Linked DNA regions of Hordeum vulgare: region 1 is linked to region 2. A link is a contact called in public Hi-C data. All regions are on one chromosome and are shown on one strand. The core of a region is the stretch at or near the end of the contact, and the rest is flanking DNA. Distances in the headings are between cores, read along the strand shown. Region 1 holds the start of LOC123442637. Region 2 has its middle 28 kb from the start of LOC123441389.

Region 1 (6,844 bases), core at 2,990-5,489, 160 kb before region 2:
TGTTGGTTGCCTATGTTTGTAATATGTCTAATTATAACTCTTCGTGTTGTCTAGGTTTTTGCCTCCATAACGTCTGTTTCGATGACGGGCAGACGCGGTGGGTTTTCTAGCAGTGCTTTGAACTCGCTCTCTCTCTTACCTTTTTTCTTTCTAGGTGATGTAAGACTTTGTATTTCCGTTTTATTAATGGAAAGGGGGAAAGCCCGGTTCAAAAGAAAAAAAATCATGCATATACATGCTCATGGTTTACTTGTTCGCGTAGCAAGTAAAGCAATTGTGGGGGTTTCCTTTCTTGTTGCTGATTTAATTTGATCCTTTCATTCGGGGCACACGCGCCCTTCCTTTCCATAGTTGCTCCTTCCTCGTGAGCTTTTACCACCAAGGTCTTCCTTACAGAAAGCTATTCTCTTTGTCTCATAATGTAAGACGTTTTCTTGCATTAGTGTAGTGTCAAAAAGCGTCTTATATTATAAAATGGAGGGAGTATGAATTATAGTATAACATAGCCTGAAATTATTCGGTTGTAGATCCGAAATCCTTACGAGAAACTATTGCCTCATTGCAAGGCCCGACTACTTCCTGGTGTAGTACACCAAGTACGACACGCCCAAGAGTAAATTCTACTCGATCTTTTACATTAATTCATTTTATCTTCATTTTATATTGTCTTCAGTGTGATACTTTTGATATTATTTTATTTACAAATACTTTGCTTTAATTTAGTATAAAAACATAATTATCACACAATTATATCTCGCGGTGGATTTGGCGATATCAACTTCATATTTATCAATGTTGGTAATTTTCTCTACAGTGATATACAAACAATCTTTTTACTAGCACACTTTCAAAACAAATATTAGTACAAAAATGAAGAGACAATATCTTTTTTTTACCAGTTATATTTTATTTGAATAAACTTAGCGCACCTAGCCAATTTGTTGTTTGATAGACTTAGCGCTCATCACGATACACACAATTGGGTTAGAGCGTGAGGTTCCGAGTTGCGATAGAATAAAACAAATGGTGCATAGGGAATTGTCGCAAGCAAAGGCACCATCACTTTAAATGTTATTTCTTAAAATTCAAAATGTTTAAACTCTTAAGCCGTGTACCTGAGCTATGATCTGTTGCGATACTTCAGTTTGTTTCCACCAGGCTTTAAAACTAGATCCTACATAAGATGTTCATACATTTTCCACCTTAGAAGACATCACCCCAATGAGGTCTGAAGTTATAACTGCATTAGTATTAAGGTTGTCGCATTTGAATTTGTCGATGCACTTATAAGGTTTAGTTCGAGAGATCAATGCCATTTTCGGTTCCACTGCGTCGATGATGGTAATGTCGATGCACTTATAACATTGTCTGGCAGTTGTCTGGCAACAATTGCCACCGTGTTGGTAATATGCCTATCGGATGGTGTGGCAACTTGTTAAAAATAACATGATGGCGGCTACGTACTGCATTACCACGTGGTAAAGAAAAGAGTCCAAATTCATTTTATCGAAAATGCTCAAGTGAGTCATAGTTTCAAAGCTCTCGTCGATTTTCAATAATCAACAGAAGAAAAAAAGTTCCTAGATCCAATTGATCCTGGGTTGACAAAATAGTTGAGCTAGAAAACATTTTTCAACCGAAAATAACTTTTACTTTCATGACATCAATATGTCATAATTTTTATCTCCGTCCTTGTTTTTTAATATGTATTGCAAGTTACCAAGAAGAGAGAAATCATAAGGATGGGAGTAACCAGATTTGCTTCCCAATTCCTCACTTTGCAAAGCCTTGCAGACAAGGTTGATTCACTAAGAAAGATGGTGGTATCCTTTAAGTGGGACAAGATCAAGGACTTGCACCCAAAGAAAGGCAAGGATGCTACAACCATAATTCTTAACAAGCCCTTCTGGAAGGGTGTGAATCTCTGCATCAAGATGTTCGAGCTGTTGGTAAAGGTCCTCCAGTTGGTTGATGGTGATGCACGACCCTCAATGGGCTAGGTGTATGGAGAGATTGTGAAGGCAAAGAAGGAAATCAAAGAGGCCTTTGGTTATTTCGAGGTGCGCTACAAAGATGTGTTGGCTATAGTTGAAAACAAGATGAAAGATAGGCTAGATGCCCCATTGCAGTTGCCTGCATATTTTTCTGAATCCACACTGTAGCTATGTAGATGACAAAATATTTGATTCTTTTGACATCATTAAAGCCTTTTATTCTTGTGTGGAGACATTCTATCATGGTGATGAAAACATGCAAGATCAAGTTATGAACTATGAAATAGGCAAGTTCCAAAGCAGAGATGGATCCTTGGAAAACAAGCTTGCTAGGGCTTGCCAAAATTTTGACTATAATCCCGGCTAGTCATTACTTACAAAACATTCACTTAGTTGCATATTTTATCGAGTACTCAAGTTCCTGACTGAAATTTTTTCTCTTTCCAGTGGCTTGGTGGAGAATGTACGGAGGTGAGACACGAGGGCTGAAGGACATGGCTATGAAGACCCTTTCTTTTACCTCAAGTTCTTTCGGCTCTGAGAGAAATTGGAGTTGTTTTGAGTCGGTTAGTCTTCAAAATTGAATTTTGTTTCAATGCTTTGTAGTTCCTATTAACTAGTTTTAGACTAGTAGCATTGGCACTTGTAGATACTCCCTCTGTTTCTTTTTAGTCTGCATATAAGGTTTGGTCAAAGTCAAGCTTTGTAAAGTTTGACTAACTTTATATTAAAAATATCAACATTCACAACATGAAATCAATATTATCAGATGCACCACGAGATGTATTTTCATACTATATAATTTTAATATAGTAGATATTCATATTTTTTTGATATAAATTTGGTCAAACTTTATGTTGTTTGACTTTGACCAAATCTTATACGCGGAGTAAAAGAAACGGAGGAAGTACATACCAAGAGGAGAAATCGACTTACAACAGATCGCCTCAATCAGCTTGTGTACATCTAGTTCTTTTTTTTTGCGAATGAACTTTGCATTACTCAGGTGGAACCTCCACAATCCGCATTACAAAGATCAACAATCTCTGACAAACCAGAGTTGAGCAACACAACAATTTGTTTATGAGCTCTAGCAAACTTAAGGTTGTTATCCAAGAAGAAAAAGATCAAGCACATGAAGAACATTGATGTTCTCCTTAGTACTGATGCATCTGAAGCACAAGGCTTCTTGTTTGAGGGAGGAGATGATCATGTTTTCATGACGTTTCCACATGTTGACGAGGGAGCAGATGGCATACATTGAAGTGTAATTGGAGATGCTATGGGAACCAATGAACAACTTGAGCTTCGTCGAAGTGCGAGAGTTAGAGATCTCCATGATGAAGAGTTTGAGTCAGACGAAGAAGAAGTAGAGGAGACAGATTCAGAGGAGGAGGACATAGAGTACGAGGATGCTGAAGATGAAGTGATGGCCAGACTGCTGTTTGGCTGTTGCTGCTACCACTCCTTGGCTGCCGTTGCCATTTATATTATATATGCTTATTCTAAAGACAATATCATGCATTTATGCTTTTTGTGTGATCCGCTGAAACTCAACCTTATATGCTGTTTTAGATTTTCAGTTACCTATGTGCTATATTTTCTATTTTCTTATGCATATTATTTAATAACAGCCAAATTTTGGTTAATTTAAAAAAAACGCTTAATCTGGTTAAGCTGCGCTTAAACGGCCATTACTTTAAGGTGTAGCCTTCTGCTTCACGCACGCTTACCCTTTTTTTAACATTGATTATAACCAATGGTCACCTTCTGCTACACGCTGACTATACCTGGTCATGGGAAACCCAACCCAACCCGACCTTGCCCACGGACCGGGTCTAGGCCTAGATTTAGAATCCGATACCGGGTTCGAGACAGGCTCAGGCTTGTCATAGCAATTTAAGAAAGAAACCTGACTCAAGGCCTGATGGTTTTGTGACTATTAAGCCGGGTATGAGACTCAAAACCAGGCTCGACGGTCGGATCAGGCCCATGCCTAGGTATTCTGCTTCGAACTTTGTTAGACCCGGCCCGATTTATGTCCAGGTATAATGCTGACCCAAGATAGGTTGATACTTATCCAGATTTAATTAAGGGGAAATATTACAAGAAAAAACAGAGGTTATACCGTGACTGACGTGCGGGCCCCCCCCCCACACACACAACGGCGGCGCACCGCTCTCCTCCTCGGCTTAAATCCAAACCCAAAACCCCTCCTCGCCTTATCCCCTTCCCCATTCCCACTCCCACCTCCCACTCCGCCATGGCCTCCTTCGTCTCCGCCTCCGCCGCGTCCTCCACCGCCGGAGCGCTCCTCCGCCGCGCCCCGTTCGTCCCCCGCGGCGGGCTCGTGGGCGCGTGGGCGTCCCCGGCCCGGCGCCCGCTGCGCGCGGCTGCGGCGCAGGGGTCGGCCAACTCCGCGCCGGTCATGATGGAGAGCAAGGTCAAGAAGAGGAACAAGAAGGGCTCCGGCGCCGGGGGACTCCCCGCCGCCATCGACCTCGAGATCCGGGAGGCCGAGCAGTACCTCGCCACCGACGGGCAGGTGAGGGATTTAAGCGGCAGCGTTGTACGGCCGGTTTTTTGGTGCGCGGTAGAGGAACCCTTGCCGGAGTTAGCGATGCTTTTGCCAAGGTGTAGGTGTAGGATGCTTGCAAGGAATTTTTGTTCAGAGCGACGGTGGTTGTACCTTGCGGTGGATGATGACTGACTCTGATGGTAGGCGTTTACTGGTAATTGTTCGGTAGGGATGGACCGTGCGTTGCTAATTTACCACCGCATCGACAGTACGTACACCACGAGTCATACCCATCTCTAGGGATGAACTGTTAATTAGTTGAGATGAGATGCGTAGCTATGATTGTCAAGTAGGCATTATATAGTGCTTCTACTGTGATTTAGCTCGCACATCCAGTTAAGCATACCAGCATGTAAGGCGTGCAACCTTCCTCTTATGGATTACGGTTCAGCTTGGTTTATAGTGCTGTGATGAAAACATGTCTGAATTCTCGAACTGCTGTTTAGCTGAGCACATGTGATGATTCAGCTGGTGCTGGTTTGCTGATCATTCTAGTGATTCTTTGGTGTTCATGAATCTAAGTGAGTGTCATTGATGTTCAAAATGTTGGGGATTTGTTTGAACTGCTATTTCTCTGAGCAGATGCGACCATTCAGCCGATGTCTGGTTGCTGATCATTCTAATGATTACATTTTTTTTTTGGAAAAGGAGGATCACAGCCCGCGGCCTCTGCATCAATCAATGCATGCAACCATTTTATTAAACAAGTAACACACTAATGATTACATGGAGTATGAATTTAAATGAGTCCTATTAATGGTTCATATATTGAGTGTTTGGGTTCAAATTTTGAACTGCTTAGGCCTCATGTGTGAGGAGTATTCGATATGACATTTAGGGTCGTCAGTTTTTGTTTGAAAATCCTGAAATGAGTGTGATAGGTACTACAACCTCTGTCTGGAATTAACTGTTGCTGAAATGAGACGCGTTTCAGTGTGTAGATTCACTCATTTCAGTGATGGTTAATTCTGGACGGAGGGAGTACTTTCTTCAAGGTGTAACATTTAGCCATAAAAAATTACTTGCTAGCTTAACATCAATTCTGGGTCTTGCAAATAATTAGGCTTCTACTCCCTCCGTTCCTAAATATAAGTCTTTTAAGCGATTTCACTAAGGGTCTACATACGAAACAAAATGATTGAATCTATACTTTAAAGTATGTCTATATACATCCGTATGTAGTCTACTAGTGAAATCTCTACAAAGACTTATATTTAGGAACGGAGGGAGTACTGAATATCAGTCTGTCTGACGTTTACATGACTGAATAAGAGGGGGGTTTGTCATCAGGGATATGCGGGATATGCTTGTACTGATTTTTTGTTGTTGAATTGTGGTGATACCTTGCATGTCTGGATGAAGGCGTGTACTAGTAGTTGTTCGATACTTGCGTTGCTAATTTACCACTACATTGCCTAATATCGAGAGTTTCCCATCTCTAAGGGGAATTATTGCTTCTTTGCTATGCACAATAGATATGATTAAGTAAGCACGCCACAGTTAGCCAGACTGCATGTGCTTCTTTCCATGCATGGCGTGCAGCCGCTCGTCCGTTTGTACTAATTAGTTCGGTTTCCCGTTGTTTCTTGTGCATATTCATCAATTAAATTTGCCAGAATGTAAGGTGCACAGCCATCCGTTCATATATTGCAGTTTAGCTGGTTTTATGGTGCTTCTGATGGTGCTGTGCTAAAAACGAGTCTGAATATTTGACTGCTGTTTCTCTGAGCAGCTGTGACCATTCAGCTGATATGAGTTCACTGACCATTCTAATGATGAGAGCTTGGATTTGAATAACTGAGACCTGTGGTTGAGTTTTTAAGGGCTTTGGTTTCCAGTTTCAATTACCTTGGATTCACAATGGAGTGAGAGCAATATGCATAATGACATTTATATTCATTAGTTATTGCCTGGAAATCCTGAAATGACTGGATGTTTGCTACTTTCTGCAAGATGTAGCTGTACAATTCACATTTTGGCTTAACATCAGTTTTTGGTCTTGCAAATATTTAGGCTGCTTAGCTCAATTAATTTGCCATTCTTTTGACAGGAACCTACTCCAGAAGACTTTCCCTTTGAAATGGTTGATGAAGAGGGGATGAGCGTGGTTATTCTGAAAAGGGACTACAAGGATGAGAAGATTGAGGTCATTGTCAGCATGCCCAATATGGAAGGGGACCCTGAGTTTGATGAAGATGATGAGGCTGACGGTGAGGATGCTGCCAAGGATGATGACGATGAAGATGAGGGTGGCGAAGATAGTAGCCTTGCT
Region 2 (6,093 bases), core at 1,062-3,561:
CATTATTCAAATCATCTTGTTGATGATGCAACTGTGCATAGGGAAAATAAACGATATGGAGGTGGTTGCTATATGTATGGGGAGGGAGTGTTTTAGGGTTCCCTTCTCGGATAGATCCGCCCCCCTCCGCAGCTATTCTCTTTCCCTCCGTCATTGATTTTTCGTAGCTCCGGCAAGCTTATATGGACGAATCGAGCGCAGCCATGTCGGAAGAAGGTCGCGGACATGGGGGACGCCACGCATACGCGGCTGTCACAACGTAGAGGCCGGTGGCTCCAGGTGCCCCACCGTCGAGCTGTGACGCTCGGCGCAGGCGCGGCGCCCTCTCCTAAAGCAGCGGGAAGCATGGGTGGTCGTGCCAAGATGAGCTCTATGAGGCGCTCTCGCCGTCGAATAAGAAGCTCCGCAAAGCTGAGATGGAGCGCTTCACTGCGAAGGAGGAGCTGGAGGCCGGGGAAGAGGATGTCGCCGAAGGCTTCAAGGTAGCGAAGGTGCACTAGGACCTTGCCAACACCGTCTACCGCTCGGCGTGTGAGTTGTACGTACCTTGGCGTGAATCCATGAGCCGCCGCCGCCCTCCGTCAAACTTTTTCTAGTTAGTTAGTTTATTTTATTTGTCTGTGTATGAAATTTGCAAGGCCATTTCCGATATCTGTTTTGCGCAGGGAAAATAGCCTGCAAAATCGATTTAGCGTGAACAGTAAATCAATTCGGTTGGGAATTTAGCGGCTCTACTAGAGATGTTGTGAAACGGTTTCCAAATGGTGCATCTGGAAATGATGCCTTTAGGGCGGCCCTCCGAGATACTGACATTATGCAAATAGAGCTTTTTGAGGCGCAGAAAAGCAGGTAGCGCAGCCAGGTTGCCGAATTGGCATTCCAAAGCGTGAGCACCAGGAGCGTGGACGTGAAGCGCATCACCACATGTTATCTCAACGGCAGCGAGAAGTTCTCCGACCGCGGGTTAAAGACCTCGAGGTCCTGGAGGCCGGCGGGTGACCCAGAGCGGAGGCAGCCGTCAACCACACCGTAGGCTGTGGGTGTGGAGCTTGAAGCGGTGGGCCGGACTGGGATGGTGGAAGAGAATTCTACAGACCAGCGCGACATGTGTCATTGTCGAAAAGACTCGGGCCTCCCCTGAGGTTGAGCGGCGCGTTGGATGTGAACCAAAGGGGACACACAACAACTGGAGAGGGCCTGAGTGCGGGCGCGTTCCTTGGTGGGGATGAGGCAGCGGTGCCTACAAAGGCGGCGGGGAGGCGTCTGATGAGGTCCGGGCCATCGAGCCTTCCCTGCACCTCGTCGATGTCGTTGCCGCCCTGACCCTGCCCCCTCCCCTAGTGGTTCTCCAACATATCTATGCCTCTTGGGAGCGCGTGTTTCCGATGTGTCTTCCATGGCCGACGGCTTCCTTGAGCGTGGGTTTTGGTTTGGCTAGGAGGGATGTGGGAACAAGAAACCATGGTTTGGTTTGCTACTGTGAATTGGAATGGAATAGAGGAGTTTTTTTTTTTCTTGAGCAATGAAAGAAAGAGTGAGTGTGTGTGTACGTACCTGCCCAATAGGCAGCTGGCACGACACGCCGAGCATGTATATAAGCGGGTCATGTCGTCGAGCACGTATGCCTCACCTCGTGTCCACGCATGGCTATGTACCGCCCGCCTGCATTGTCTATACCGCGGTAACCAATCAAACATCTCACCACGATTTGATTACTGATTAGTTACATCCTTTTTGTTGTTTTCTTTTTTTCTATTTTTCCTTTTTTCATTTTTTTAATGCATGAAGTTTTTTTATCAAAATCAATGACATTTTAAAATCCATTAACTCTTTTTTAATGTGGTGAACCTTTTTCTCAAAAGTGATGAACCTTTTGAAATCCATAAACTTTGTTTCAAAATTGATGGACTTCTTTCAAACTTGGTGGCCATTTTCAAATCTGATTATTATTTTTTAAATTTGCAAACTTTATTCAGAATTGATGAACTTTTATTTCAATTCAATGAACTTATTTTTCAAAGTCGTGAACTTTGTTTTGAATTTGATAAACTTTTTTTAATTCTTGGGAACATTTTTCAAAATTATTGAACTATTTCCAAATGCATGAACTATTTTTCAAAATAAATGAACTTTCTTCAAAATCACCGAACTATTTGAGTTCTCTTTTCCAAAAACACAATGGTCAACAGGTCAATGATAGACCGGTGAATCCACGGGGAAATCCTAGGCGTCCGTTACAGTGCAATTCTGCTAACGGACGCTCGACCCGCACTGGGCCGGCCCATCTCAGCATTTTCTCTTTCTGTTCCAACTAGAAAAAAATAACAGGCGCCGCAATTTTGCTAACGGGCGCTCGACCCGCACTGGGTCGGCCCATCTCAGCATTTTCTCTTTCTGTTCCAAATAGAAAAAAAGGAACAGGCGCCGCGGGGAATTGAACTCTCGATCTCCAACTCGGCTTACCATAGAGTAACCACCGTGCCACTACACCCGATTTGATGACTAATTTTCTTTTGCTCTTTTCTTATTTCTTTCTTTCATTTTCGTTTTCTGTTTCTGTTTTTGTTTCGTCTTTTGCTTCTATTTTTCCCTTTTTTTTTCTTGGCTTGATGATTTTTTTCGTTTCTGTTTTTTAAATTCACCATGCTTTTGTCAAAATTGATGAACTTTTTCAAATTGAATGAACGTTTTCAAAAAATGATGAACATTTTCCTCAAATTCAATGGTTTATTTTAACTCGATGAACTTTTTCTAAAATTTGATGAACTTTTTTCATATTCGATGAACTTTTTATATATTTAATGAACTGTTTTTAAATTCGATGAACTTTTTTTCAAAATAAATGACCTCTTTTTTAAATCGGTCAACTTTTTATATTTTGATGAACTTTTTTCAAATTTGTTGAACTTTTTTTGAACAATGATTAATTTTTTTCAAATAAGATGAACGTTTTTTAAAATCACTGAACTTTTCATAAAAATTAATGAACCTTTATCAAATGTGATAAACATTTTTCAAATTTGATTATTATTTATTTAAAATCTGTCAACATTTTTCCCATTTGAAGAACTTTTTTGTAAAATCGGTGTACTTTATTTTCCAAAAATCAGTGAACTTTTTGAGGGCCTGCAGAGACGCGTAGCTGTTTGATGGTCCGGCCCAAGGTGGGGAGCTGCATGCGTCACGGGGGCAAACGGGCGCGTGCAGCGGGAGCTCCTATTTGATGCGTTCTGCGTCAAATTGGGATTGCAACGCATACAACAAGCCCTGAATGGGTCGGCCCATTAGAGTGCTCGCTCGTTTGCCCCGCTCTTACAGTGTCATAACGTAAAAAAATCAAAATAACAAGCTCCCTCACCAGAAATTCAACCGCATACCATCAAGTTACAATACGCTCTCACTAACCAAGGCACTGGACGATAATACATTGGTAAAAGCACTTCGTGTACAAACTGAATGATCCTGAAATTACGACAAAAATTGAATGCACTTCGTGTACAAATTTGGCCATCTACTTTAAAGTATGAGGGTTTCGGCAAGAAACTCAGATGTTACATGGGCATTTCATTTTTGTTAATTTGTTTCAACTCCAGACTTTTTGTGCATTCAATATGCATAATTCCAAGCCACATACTCAAATTTCAACAATTTCTAACCTCTAACTTCAGTTGCTATAATTCATGCATTTAATGATTTTTAGGTGAATGTTCCTGAAATTAAAAAGCACTACAAATGAACTCTAAAAAGGTTGAAACTTGGCATTGTACCATACATCACAATGCTTCAAAAATATTGCTCACATCATATTTAAACATGGACATGAATAAAAATACTCATCCAAGCTAAAGATTCCCAAACAATACATAATATATAATATCTAGAAATCGAAGTGTTCGCCTTTGCGAACATTACTCGCCTGAATTAGAATATCCCCAAATTGATGGTGGTGGTGCTTGATATACGAGGTGACGCTCGCCATAGTTCATGATTCGAACCGTGCGGTACAACTCGTATGTAACGTACGCATTTTTTGCTGTATACTCAATATTGATACTGTCAAGTGGGGTCGTCTCCCACTCTTTATGCAGATCCGAGGAGAATTTGGTCTTCATAACAGCGTACTCCTCGTCGATCATGGCGACTATCATATGAGTCATCGAAGTCCTCATATGTTCAAAGACTGAATATGTCTTGGATATCAATGTGGCAGTCAGCTGGTATCTCAATACCGAACTTGTGCCTCATCTTGAGCTTGTCATTCCTTATATCAACGCTAGCAAAACGTATGCCGTTACGAAGGAAGTCCATGAATACTGGACAGTGTTTTCACTACCGCAACAACAACAAATTAAAATGGAACAAATGTTACATAGTGCTGCAAAACAAGTATATTTCGGCAGAAGTATAATAATTAAGAATCATAACAAGTATATTTTGGCACAAGTATAATATGCAACTATAAAGGAAAATTCGTTCACTTCAACAAAAGAGGAATCAAAAGAAGCCCTAAATGTTGCTATCCTATGCAATTTTCATATATGAATCAAAAGAATAAATATATGTAACAAGGAAAATTATTTCACTACAACTAAAGAGGAATAAATATTTGCGATAGGATTCAAATGAAACATATTGCTATACTATGCAATTTTCATATCCTATGAGTTGATCAAGAAACCCTAAATTAACTATGACATATATGTTCTCCCACTGTTTTGTCAATATGCAACAAGGAAAATTATTTCACTACAACTAAAGAGAAATTGATCTTTAGGATTCAAATGGAACATATTGCTATCCTATGCAATTTTCATAACCTTTGATAAAAGAAAAGTCTCAAAACTTACTTCGCTCATTGGAAGACCATGACATTTATTTCACTACAACTGGAGAGAAATTAATCTTTAGGATTCAAATGAAACATATTACAGGCGCCAGGAGGGCAAACGGGCGCCTGCAGCAGGAGCTCCTATTTAACGCGTTCTGCGTCAAATTGGGGTCGCGACGCATACAGCAAGCCCCGAATGGGCCGACCCATTAGCATGCTCGCGCGTTCGCCCCGCTCTTACAGTGTCACAACGTAAAAAAATCAAAATAACAAGCTCCCTCATCAGAAATTCAACCGCATAACATCAGGTTACAATGTGTTGTCACTAACCAAGGCACTGGACTGGTAAAAGCAGCGCTAAACTTTAAAAACTAACCACAGCGTCAGATATAAACACCTTCTCAAATTCCGGAATATTTTCTCAAATTCTGGAACATTTTTCAAATACCGGAACATTTTCTAAATTGCATAACATTTTTTGAAAATTTGAAACATTTTTATAAAAAATTCCAGAACATGTTTTCAAATTCATAAACATCTTTTCAAATAATGGAACATTTTTTATCAAATACCAAAACATTTTTATGAAAATAAAAATACTTTTTAAAAAAATACGGAACATTTTATAAAATTTCAGAAAAAAAATTCAAATTATGGAACATTTTTTAAAATTCCGCGACATTTTTTCAAATTTTGGATCATTTTTTAATATCGTAAACACTTTTATAAAAATTCCAAAACATTTTTAAAATTACGGAACATTTTTTCCAATTCCGAAACATTTTATAAATAGAAACATAAAAGAATTAAAAAACAGAAAAAAAGAAATACCAGTTCAGGAGATCTTTTAGAAAGTTTTCATAACAGGAAAAATCGACTAAGAAAGTCTAGAATGTTCCCAAAACCGGATCCTCGCAACTGTTAATGGACCGGCCCATATCATTCTCGCTCGCGTTTCTCCTGTGCGTTTGTCCGATAGTTTGACCCAAAAAATTCAAATAGGATATTCCGCCTGCCCCGATGGTTCAATAACCTCATCAAGTCTCCACCATACTTCCACTCAACTCTTTCGAGAAAAACTCTTCCTCGAGAAAGGACCCGTTTCTAGAAACAAACACTTTTGCTTCCGTATCTGAGATAGGAGGTATACCCAACTGTTTTAGGTGTTCTATGAAGACGCATTTATCCATTTTGGGTTCGAGCTTATTAGGCTGAAACTCTTTTACATAAGCATCACAGCCCCAAACTTTTAAGAAACGACAGCT

The links. Hi-C and Micro-C count contacts between places; a contact is called where the count stands out from the background.
Region 1: a Hi-C map of leaf shows a contact between it and region 2, with 2.1 times the contacts expected there. The contact joins the promoter of LOC123442637 here to the enhancer-like site in region 2. A contact is called at or near these places in 1 of 6 Hi-C or Micro-C datasets (leaf) and 1 of 1 datasets of contacts at active chromatin or transcription factors (embryo).

The regions. Positions count from the first base shown.
Region 1 is chr3H:20,303,509-20,310,352 of MorexV3_pseudomolecules_assembly, reverse strand. LOC123442637 reads left to right here and starts at 4,239. Exons shown (of 3, transcript XM_045118742.1): 1 at 4,239-4,539; 2 at 6,623-6,844. The coding sequence starts at 4,258.
Region 2 is chr3H:20,147,284-20,153,376 of MorexV3_pseudomolecules_assembly, reverse strand. No RefSeq gene overlaps it. Among protein-coding and RNA genes, the nearest start is that of LOC123441389, 28 kb to the left of the region's middle. Within about 2 kb of position 2,311, at least 3 of the 3 cell types and tissues checked have open chromatin away from gene starts, as enhancers often do. A contact at or near this core is called in leaf, where this site is marked.